Regions from separate parts of the Rattus norvegicus genome. Here region 1 is linked to region 2. A link is a contact called in public Hi-C data. All regions are on one chromosome and are shown on one strand. The core of a region is the stretch at or near the end of the contact, and the rest is flanking DNA. Distances in the headings are between cores, read along the strand shown. Region 1 holds the start of Cfl2 (cofilin 2). Region 2 has its middle 38 kb from the start of Cfl2.

Region 1 (4,739 bases), core at 1,368-3,867, 38 kb before region 2:
CCTGGGTTTGATCCCCAGGCCCTGCATGGCAGTTCATGACCATCTGTAACTCCAGTTCTAGGGAACTGGTGCCCTCTCTGACCTCCACAGTGCACAGATATGATACATACAGTCAAATAACTCATGTGCGTAAAATAAAAGTCTATAAAATCTCAATGAAAAGAATTTGAAGTACTTTGGGGAAAAGGTTGTTAAGCAAATGATCTCAGGAAACTGGATTTCCACATAGAGGAAAATGGTCTCTCTATATATATATACGAACATGCAAATTTAAGATGGATCAAAAACCTTCATGTGAGACTCCAAACTTTGAAACTGCTAGAGAAAAATATAGGAAAAAGTTTCAAGATATAAGCCTAGACAAGGATTCTCTAAAAAGGATTCCAAAACCTCAGGAAATGATGCCAATGGCTGACAAATAGATCGTGCGAGGTTAAAAGCTTCCGTACAGCAGAGGCAGAAGGCAGAGGAAGATGACAACAGATGATGCATAAGTCGTAATGGCACCAACTAATAAAATAGGCCAGCACACCTTTAATCACAGAACTCAGGATGCAGAAGCAGGCAGATCTCTGTAGGCTAACCTGGTCTACATAGCAAATTCAGACCAGTCAGTGCTACACATGTAGTGAGACCCGGTCTCAAAAGAGTAATAACTTTTTAAAGGACAAGTTGCACTGGGTCAGCAATAGGCTTTACTAGAATAGTGGATGAGAAAAGAATTTCTACTCTTGGCTTACTTATTTGATGCCAGCTGTCCTACATAGGACTTCACTATACAATTCCTAAAAGCAAGCACTCTTCCTCTTTTTTTATTTTCATTTAATTTTTTTTTTACTTATTCACTTTATATCCTGCCCCCAACCCAGTCACCCCTCCCAAATTCTTCCCCCATCCCCAGCAAGCACTCATTCTTTTTTTTTTTTTTTTTCAGAGCTGGGGACTGAACCCAGGGCCTTGCGCTTGCTAGGCAAGCGCTCTACCACTGAGCTAAATCCCCAACCCGCAAGCACTCATTCTTAAGAAGACAAAACTATAAGCAGGTGTTGTCATGAGCCTCATTTTTATTACAACTCCTCCTGTTATATAAAACATATGAAAGAAATGTGTATGCTTTAAAAATAAATAAACAAAAGGGTGGTGGTGGTGCACGCCTTTAATCCCTGTGCTGGGGAGGCAGAGGCAGGCAGATCTCCAAGTCTGAGGACAGCCTGTTCTACAGAGTGAGTTCCAAGACTACTGCCAGGGATACACAGAGAAAGGGGTGTGTGTGTGTGTGTGTGTGTGTGTGTGTGTGTGTGTGTGTGTGTGTGTCTGAAGAGATAGCTCAGCACTTAAGAGCACTTCCTGCTCTAAGAAAGGACCCAAGTTTGGTTCCCAGCACCCATATCAGGCAGCTCATGAGGGCCTGCAACTCTAGCTCCGGTGAACATACCTCTTCTGGCCACCTGCACACACATAGTCGACCTTCACACAGATACACACACACATGTGCATGAGTAAAACTAAAAGGATTCTTTTATATTTATTTTTTATGTGTGTGCACATGTGCAGGTGCTTATGGAAGCTAGAAGAGGGAGTCAGAGCCCCTGGAGCTGAAGTCACATGTGTGCTGCCTGACATGGGTACAGGGTACTACCAAGCTTGATGACTCAAGTTTAATTCCCAGGGTCCACAGGAGAGAGGAGAAATGACTCCCATGAATTGTCTTTTTGACCTTCTTCATGTGTGCCATAGCATTCTCTCTCTCTCTCTCTCTCTCTCTCTCTCTCTCTCTCTCTCTCTCTCACACACACACACACACACACACACACAGAGAGAGAGAGAGAGAGAGAGAGAGAGAGAGAGAGAGAGAGAGAGAGAGAGGTATTCTTCTAGTAATCTCAATACATCCCATTTACAGGGGAAAAGAAATGTAACTCTAGTAGCTTCTGTTCTTACTTGGGTTATAATTCTGTCCAAGGTATCTCCAGAGCATTTTGTGACTTCTCCCTCTTCTTGCAGGATTACAGGTGTAAGCCAACACCCCTGCTTCTCATTCTGCCTTTGCTTAGTACTTCAATCACTGAGGTAATATTTACAGTGTTTGTTCTCCTTTTAGTGATAAGAGGGGTCTAAACCCAGGGAGACGGTGCTTGCCTGTAATCCCAACACCTGCAGGATGGAGGCATGATCAGTTCAAGGTCATCTGCAGCTACATCATGTATCAAGAGACCTGCAAAGGCTCCAAATGAGATCCTGTCTCCATTCAAACACACAAAGAAGAGAAAGATCTAAGCGATTCATTCAAAGTTGGGGCTTTCCAAAAGGAACCCGAAATGTTACAATGCTGACCCTTTCAGTGAAAAGCACAGGTGAATGAAGCAAGGAGCTCTACTCTACCACCGCACCCCGTTTCCTCTCGTCGCAACCACGGAGCAGCGCCCGGAGCCCGCGAACCGCTCGAGCGACGAACCCGGATGGTCGCTACGTCCAGCATCAGGGCTCCCGCCGCCACTGCGTTGTTCTTCTAGCGGTTCTGGAGCTCGGGGGTCAGGCGGAGGACACCGGCCGGCGGCGGGGGGCGGGGCCGGACCACGTGACCGCCCCGCCCGCCCTGCGGCCCTCCAGCCCGCCGCCCGCCCGGCTGCAGCTCCCGGCGTCCCCTGCACTCTCTGCTGCCCGCCGCCGGCCCCTCCTTCTTCTCATTCCAGTGCCACCGAGCCGGAGCCGTAGCCGCCGCTGCCGCAGCAACCTCAGCCGCGGGCACTATGGTAAGGTGGGCGCGCTGGCGGGGGATGCTGGGCGCGGCGCGGAGCCCCGCGCGGCCGCCATCTTACCCTGCCTGGGCCTGTGCGGTGGGCGCTTCCGCGCTGCGGGCCGGGGGCTCGAGGCCCTGCGACAAGCGGGCCGCTCGGAGTCCTGAGGCGGGAGAGCCTGGCGCAGGCCTGGCGCGAGAGGGTCGCTCCTTGGGCCACGGCTCCGCGTGCTGCTCAGCCCTGCGCGGCTTAATGTTTTTAACTCGCGCGCTTTAAGGTTGGTACGTGCCCAGAAGCTTCTGGGTGAGGGTCTAGGAGGCCCGCCATAACACCACTCTGAGGAGATTTGAGCAGGTAGAAACCTATTTTAAAACGCTTTCTCGCCGTAGGAAGCCTTTTCACTGGACCCGTTAGTTTCAAAGCGGCTGCCAATGGGCGGTGGGGCGTTTTTGCTGTAAGCCGCAGCGGTTGGAGTTTACACTTGATTCTCTTTCCTTCTGTGGAAGCAGCAGTGGCTAAGACGGCTTTAAAGAAAAAAAAAATAGTAGAAGCGTTAACTGAAATCCTGGAGTGTTTTTTAAGGCCCGCAGAGTTGACACAATACAGAAGGTATTTTTGCTGCTGCTCCTGAAGCTCTGACATCACCCAGTGAAATAGGAAACATTTCAGGCATGGCTCAACTCTATTTGTCCCTTCCCACCTCCCGTTAGCGTTTCTCTCCATACTCCTTTAAGAAGGATGAATGGGCAGTATGAGTTAGACATTTTGGCCGTATCTTCTGATATTTAAATGTGACCGATCTAATAGGACCGCTTACGTTGTTTGGTGCAGTTTTTAATAGTCTGGCCAGACTGAAGTTGAAGCCTTGTTAGTAGTCAACGGTTTTGGTTAAAATCAAAATCCTTGTTCTAAATTCCCATCCTTTGTTTGTTTTCAGGCATCTGGAGTTACAGTGAATGATGAAGTCATCAAAGTTTTTAATGATATGAAAGTAAGAAAATCTTCTACCCAGGAGGAGATCAAAAAAAGAAAGAAAGCAGTTCTCTTCTGTTTAAGCGATGACAAAAGACAAATAATTGTAGAGGAAGCAAAGCAGATCTTGGTGGGTGACATTGGTGATACTGTAGAGGACCCCTACACATCTTTTGTGAAGTTGCTACCTCTGAATGATTGCCGATATGCTTTGTACGATGCCACATACGAAACAAAAGAGTCTAAGAAAGAAGACCTAGTATTTATATTCTGGTGTGTAAAAACAAAAGAAAAAACGTACTTTTAAAAATGCAAGGATTATTATTATTATCATAGTCGGTTTTTGCCTTTGTTTTTCTTTTGAAATTCAACATTTTCTCCCCCGTAGGGCTCCTGAAAGTGCACCGTTAAAAAGCAAGATGATTTATGCTAGCTCTAAAGATGCCATTAAAAAGAAATTTACAGGTATAAACATTGATTGTTTTGTACAGAATAAAGTGACTTTTTCTTGATTGTAAGGTTAACGGGTTTTGCTTTTTTTTCTTTTTAGGTATTAAACATGAGTGGCAAGTAAATGGCTTGGACGATATTAAGGACCGCTCGACACTGGGAGAGAAACTGGGAGGCAGTGTTGTAGTTTCCCTGGAAGGAAAGCCACTGTAAAATAATAGCCAAGTGCCATTTGATCTTAAGGGGCTTACATTTATTTCTCCAGCTCAGTCCACTGGAATTGTATTAGGTTTTGTTTTTTGTTTATTCCCTTTCCACTGGTCCCGTTCAACACAATGAATGAGTGAATATAAGAAGCCTGTCAGTGATCGCCATTAGACTGTTTCATATGGTTACTTTCTGTAGATCCCAAGGAATGCCTTCCCGTCCTATTTTAGCCAAAACAACTGGTTCCATGCCTTCCTTGCGTGAGCACTACAACGGATTGTCAGCGTGAATAGCTTAGAGTACTACAGAGGGTGAGCTAATTGAATGCCTTGAAAGTATTCTCCACTGGTCATATGGGAAACTTGTTTCAGT
Region 2 (4,538 bases), core at 1,441-3,940:
ATACACTGCCCTTGCAGAGGACCAGGGTTCCGTCCTTAGCACCCATATCCGACAGCCTGTAACTGCCTGTAACCCTAGCTTCAGAGATCGGACCCCGTCTTCTGGCCCCCATAGTGTCACATGTGTCCACCTCCCTGCATAATTTAAAATAATACTTTTTTAAAAGGCAATCAAAAAATGTTTGACACCAGGCGGAGTGGCACATGTGTTTACTCCTAGCACTTGTGAGGCAGCAACATGTGTATTTCTGAGAATTAGAGGCCAATCTGATCTACAAAGTGAATTCCAGGACAGCCAGAACTACACAGAAAAACCCTGTTCTAAAAAAACTAAAACAACAACAACAAATGACTTACTAATAGATTCGCTGGGGAGACATTACATCACACGAGTAGAATTTAGCTAAGGGAGTCCTGCCTCCAAAACACCCCAAAGCTTAGTACTATGTTGACCCGGCCTGTCAGAGACAAGGACATTCAGGATATAAATATTCGTTCACAAGTACTGACCAGCTCTATTCCCGGACAGGACAAACCCTGCCTTACAACCCCTTCCAATTCTCTCCTGAAGAAAAGCAACTTCCAGGACCGGAGAGATGGCTCAGCAGTTAGGAGCACTAACTGCTCTTCCAGAGTCCTGGGTTCAGTTCCTAGCACCCTCCTGTGCTGGTGGGTGGCTCACAACCTCCTGTAACCCCAGTTTCAGGGGAATCAGATGCCCTGTTCTGACCTCCCCGGACACAGGCATACACTGGTGCAGAGACATACATGCAAGCAAAACACCCATGCATATAAAAAAATGAAATAATTTATAAAATTGGAAAAAGAGAGAGAAGCATAATTCTGCCACATGGGCAAGATGACCCCATGGAACAACCGTTCAAAACAGAACAACACTGTGTACTTAAAATCTTTCAAGCAGGGGCTGGGGATTTAGCTCAGTGGTAGAGCACTTACCTAGGAAGCGCAAGGCCCTGGGTTCCGTCCCCAGCTCCGAAAAAAAGAACCAAAAAAAAAAAAAAAAAAAAAAAAATCTTTCAAGCAACATGTAATACCTGTGCGGTGTGAGCCTCCCATCTGCCTAAACAGCCAGACTAGCAGTTTCCTCTCTCTGTTTAAATTGTTCAAAGTGTGACCTGGAGCCAGGATTCGAAGGAAACTTTAGGATGACAGTGTTTGTGGAATGCATGAAGCGAACTCGTATGTAGCTGGTTCCTCTGTGACCATAGCCAGAGCCGCATGCACACTATACTATAATACTATAAGGCCCTTTCCCTCTATTAATCTCCAAGTGTGAAAAGTGATTTCTCACTGGGATGGCACAGAAATAGTATTCTAGGACAGCAGGAGGATGGAGGCTCACTGGCCAGCCACTCCGGCTGAATAAGTGAGAGATTCTACTCAAAAACAGAGTAGAGGGGCCAGTAAGACCTGTGCCACCGGACCCACTTGGTGGGAAGAAACCAGATTCTTTCTCAGAAGTGGTTTTCTGCCCCTCCACTCTGTGCACTGTGGTACACACACACACACACACACACACATACACACACACACACACACACACACACACACACACACACACAATGTTTTTTAAAAATGAGATTGAGCGCTATTGAGAAAAACACTTTATTTTTGACCGGAGCCCCATATGCATATATACTTATGTACAAACAACATATGTATATGTATATATTTGTGTGTGTGTGTGTGTGTGTGTGTGTGTGTGTGTGTGTGTGTTGAGATGGCCCAAGGCAACGAATTGAAATCCCCCACCCCAAAAAAACCATAGTTACCATCGTTACCAAAGAATCTTAAGTTGAGGGTTGGGGATTTAGCTCAGTGGTAGAGCGCTTGCCTAGCAAGCACAAGGACCTGGGTTCGGTCCCCAGCTCCGAAAAAAAGAAAAGAAAAAAAAAAGTTGAGATAAAAACGTTGGGCTAGCTGGTCAGTTCAGCCAGTGCTCGCTTGCCTCCGAGCCTCATGACCTGAGTTTGACCCCTGGAACCCATACGGTAAAGGGGAGGACTTATTTACACAAGCTGTCCTCTGACTTCCACACATGTGCCATGACACATGCACACACATGAACACATTTGAACATAATAAAACCTGTTGATGTTAAGTCAGTGAATATAACACTCACAAATGACCACAGCACATCCATTCAGCTTATCAGCGTTCATCAGATTGAAAAGCAGGGAGGGAAACCAACGGTGGTGGCGCAAGTGCGGAGTTTAAAGTTATCCTTTGGTTACGTCACCAGTTCAAGTTCAGCCTGAGCTACACAGCTCCTATCCCAAAACGAAACAAGAAACAGCAAAAGCGGGACCCTTCCGGGCGTGGGGGCTGTAGTTTAGCTTTGAGGCAGAATGGGTATGAGAAGAGTGTGAGCGGCCACTGCTGTGTTCTCTGCCATGAGATCTTCTTAGAGAGTGACTCATCATGGGGAGATGATCACTGCTAAGAAACCAACCCCCAGCACTACATTTTGCCTCCAATTAATTATGAAAACAGTCTTGCTACAGTTACGGAAAAGGGAGAAGTGTGTTTCACCCTTAGGTTAACCGGACAGCTGTTCACGGAAACAGTTTCCTATAAAGAAGAATTGAGCCCTCCTGCTTGCTCCTCCGGGGCCGGGCTTCCAGTGGGGGCAGGGTGGAGATTTGAACAGCTGCACATTCCCTACTTGGCGTCAAGTGACTGGGAATGGGGTTTCAGCCACTCAGGATGACTTAGTCATCAGCTGGTTAGAGGCAACAATGAGAAGCTTTTGTTTGTGCTTCTGTGTGGGGTACAAGGGACAAAGAACAGCAAATACCCACACACTGCTGTACTGACCCTCATTTTCCTCTCAAAAGCATCCTTAATCATATATATATATATATATATATATATATATATATATATATATATATATTACAATCTTTTTTACTTAAAATCTTATTTAATAATGAATTCTTTCAAAATAAATTATACAAGACAGATAGCTGACTGGGGGTGGGTTTTGCCACCATTGTCTTTTTTCTTTTCTTCTTTTTACTTTTTATTGGGGGGGAGGGTAACATGTCATACAATCTATTTTGACCATGATGTCTGTTTTCCCTATTTATCCTCCTCCCTCCCCATCCAATTTTATGTTCTTTCTTTTTTTATATATAAATATATGTAGTATATAATTTCTTAAATATATATAATAGTTCGTGTGTGCATGTATGGTTAAAAATAGGCTATATACTGCAATGTAGCTGTACACCATTTCCAAATATTTGTCTAGAAATTTCTTTTTCCCCTTCCTTACTAAAAAAGGTTACACATGAATACATTGTAATCAGGAAATAGTTTTGAATTACAGACATATACACAGCCAGTCTTCTATCACCACCCTTGTTCGAACTCCCTCTCCTATCACCCTGCTCTTACAAGAGTTTAAAAGAAACAACCACCACCATGCTGGCTTTGGAAGCTTTTGAACAGAAGGCAGATTCCAAGATCAAAAGTCAGGAGTCACTAAAAGTCAGAGCCTCACTGTGGACACTCAGGAGTCACTAATCATGAACCCCGCTGTGGACACAGCCCTAGTGAGCGCTAAGGAAAGTCATGGCAGTGAGTCTGAATCAGGTCAGTTCCCGGGACATGACACAGGAGCCAGTAATCTCTGGGATTGCTCCTCCCTGCCCTTGCCTCTAGCTAGCTGCTCTCCCTCAGGCATCTCTAGTCTCCCAGCTGTGAGCAGGCACCATCACAGAGCTGTGCAATGAGACCAGGTGTGCAAAACACCAGCGGTCACACTGGGAGGACTCCAGCGATTATTAGCTTTCTGTCCTCCTCCACGTGGACTTTGATGCATCAGAAGCACTTACTGATTTATTTCTAAAGAAGTTCTATTTCTGGGTGTTTGCAGGGAAAAGGATAATCCCATGCCTACCCTGTAATAAAAGGTAAAGGGGTCCTTGTGCTCCCACCGTGAGGCTCAGGGCATGACAGGTCACAAGTAGTAGTATAGAGTTAACTAAAGGAACGGGAAACCAAAAGATGTATGCAGGAATTCTGTTCAGAAAAGAGCATTTAGGATTCAGAAATCCTGTCAACTGTGCTTATATTATAGCTTGGAAACCAGTTAACTAACTGACTCAAAGAATACACTAAATACCTCCGGGATGCTCCATTCCTCAGGAGAATTGCATTTTTTAAAAAACTAGATTTTTGCTGGGCAGTGGTGGCACACGTCTAACCCTCAGGAGGTAGAGGTGGGTGAATCTCTTGAGTTCACGACCAGCCTGATCTACAGAGTAAGTTCCAGGACAGCAGGGCTGTTATATAGAAAAAAACCTATCTTAAAAAATAAATAAAGGGGTTGGGGATTTAGCTCAGTGGTAGAGCGCTTGCCTTGCAAGCGCAAGGCCCTGGGTTCAGTCTCCAGCTCCGAAAAAAAGAAAAAAGAAAAAGAAATAAATAAAAATTTAAAAATTAAAAATAAATAAAAACTAGACTTTTTTGAGACAGGGTCTCTACATACTCTTGGTAGTCTCTTCTGCACCT

Evidence for each region. Hi-C and Micro-C count contacts between places; a contact is called where the count stands out from the background.
Region 1: a contact with region 2 is called in a Hi-C map of Schwann cells, with 2.2 times the contacts expected there. The contact joins the promoter of Cfl2 here to the enhancer-like site in region 2. A contact is called at or near these places in 7 of 12 Hi-C or Micro-C datasets (the A7r5 cell line, Schwann cells, kidney and 3 more).

What each region holds. Positions count from the first base shown.
Region 1 is chr6:78,092,766-78,097,504 of GRCr8, reverse strand. It overlaps Cfl2 (cofilin 2), which reads left to right and starts at 2,617. Exons shown (of 4, transcript NM_001108982.2): 1 at 2,617-2,753; 2 at 3,676-3,983; 3 at 4,099-4,175; 4 at 4,261-4,739. The coding sequence starts at 2,751. The coding sequence ends at 4,373.
Region 2 is chr6:78,054,558-78,059,095 of GRCr8, reverse strand. No RefSeq gene overlaps it. Among named protein-coding and RNA genes, the nearest start is that of Cfl2, 38 kb to the left of the region's middle. Within about 2 kb of position 2,690, at least 42 of the 93 cell types and tissues checked have an H3K27ac peak or open chromatin away from gene starts, as enhancers often do. A contact at or near this core is called in the A7r5 cell line and Schwann cells, where this site is marked.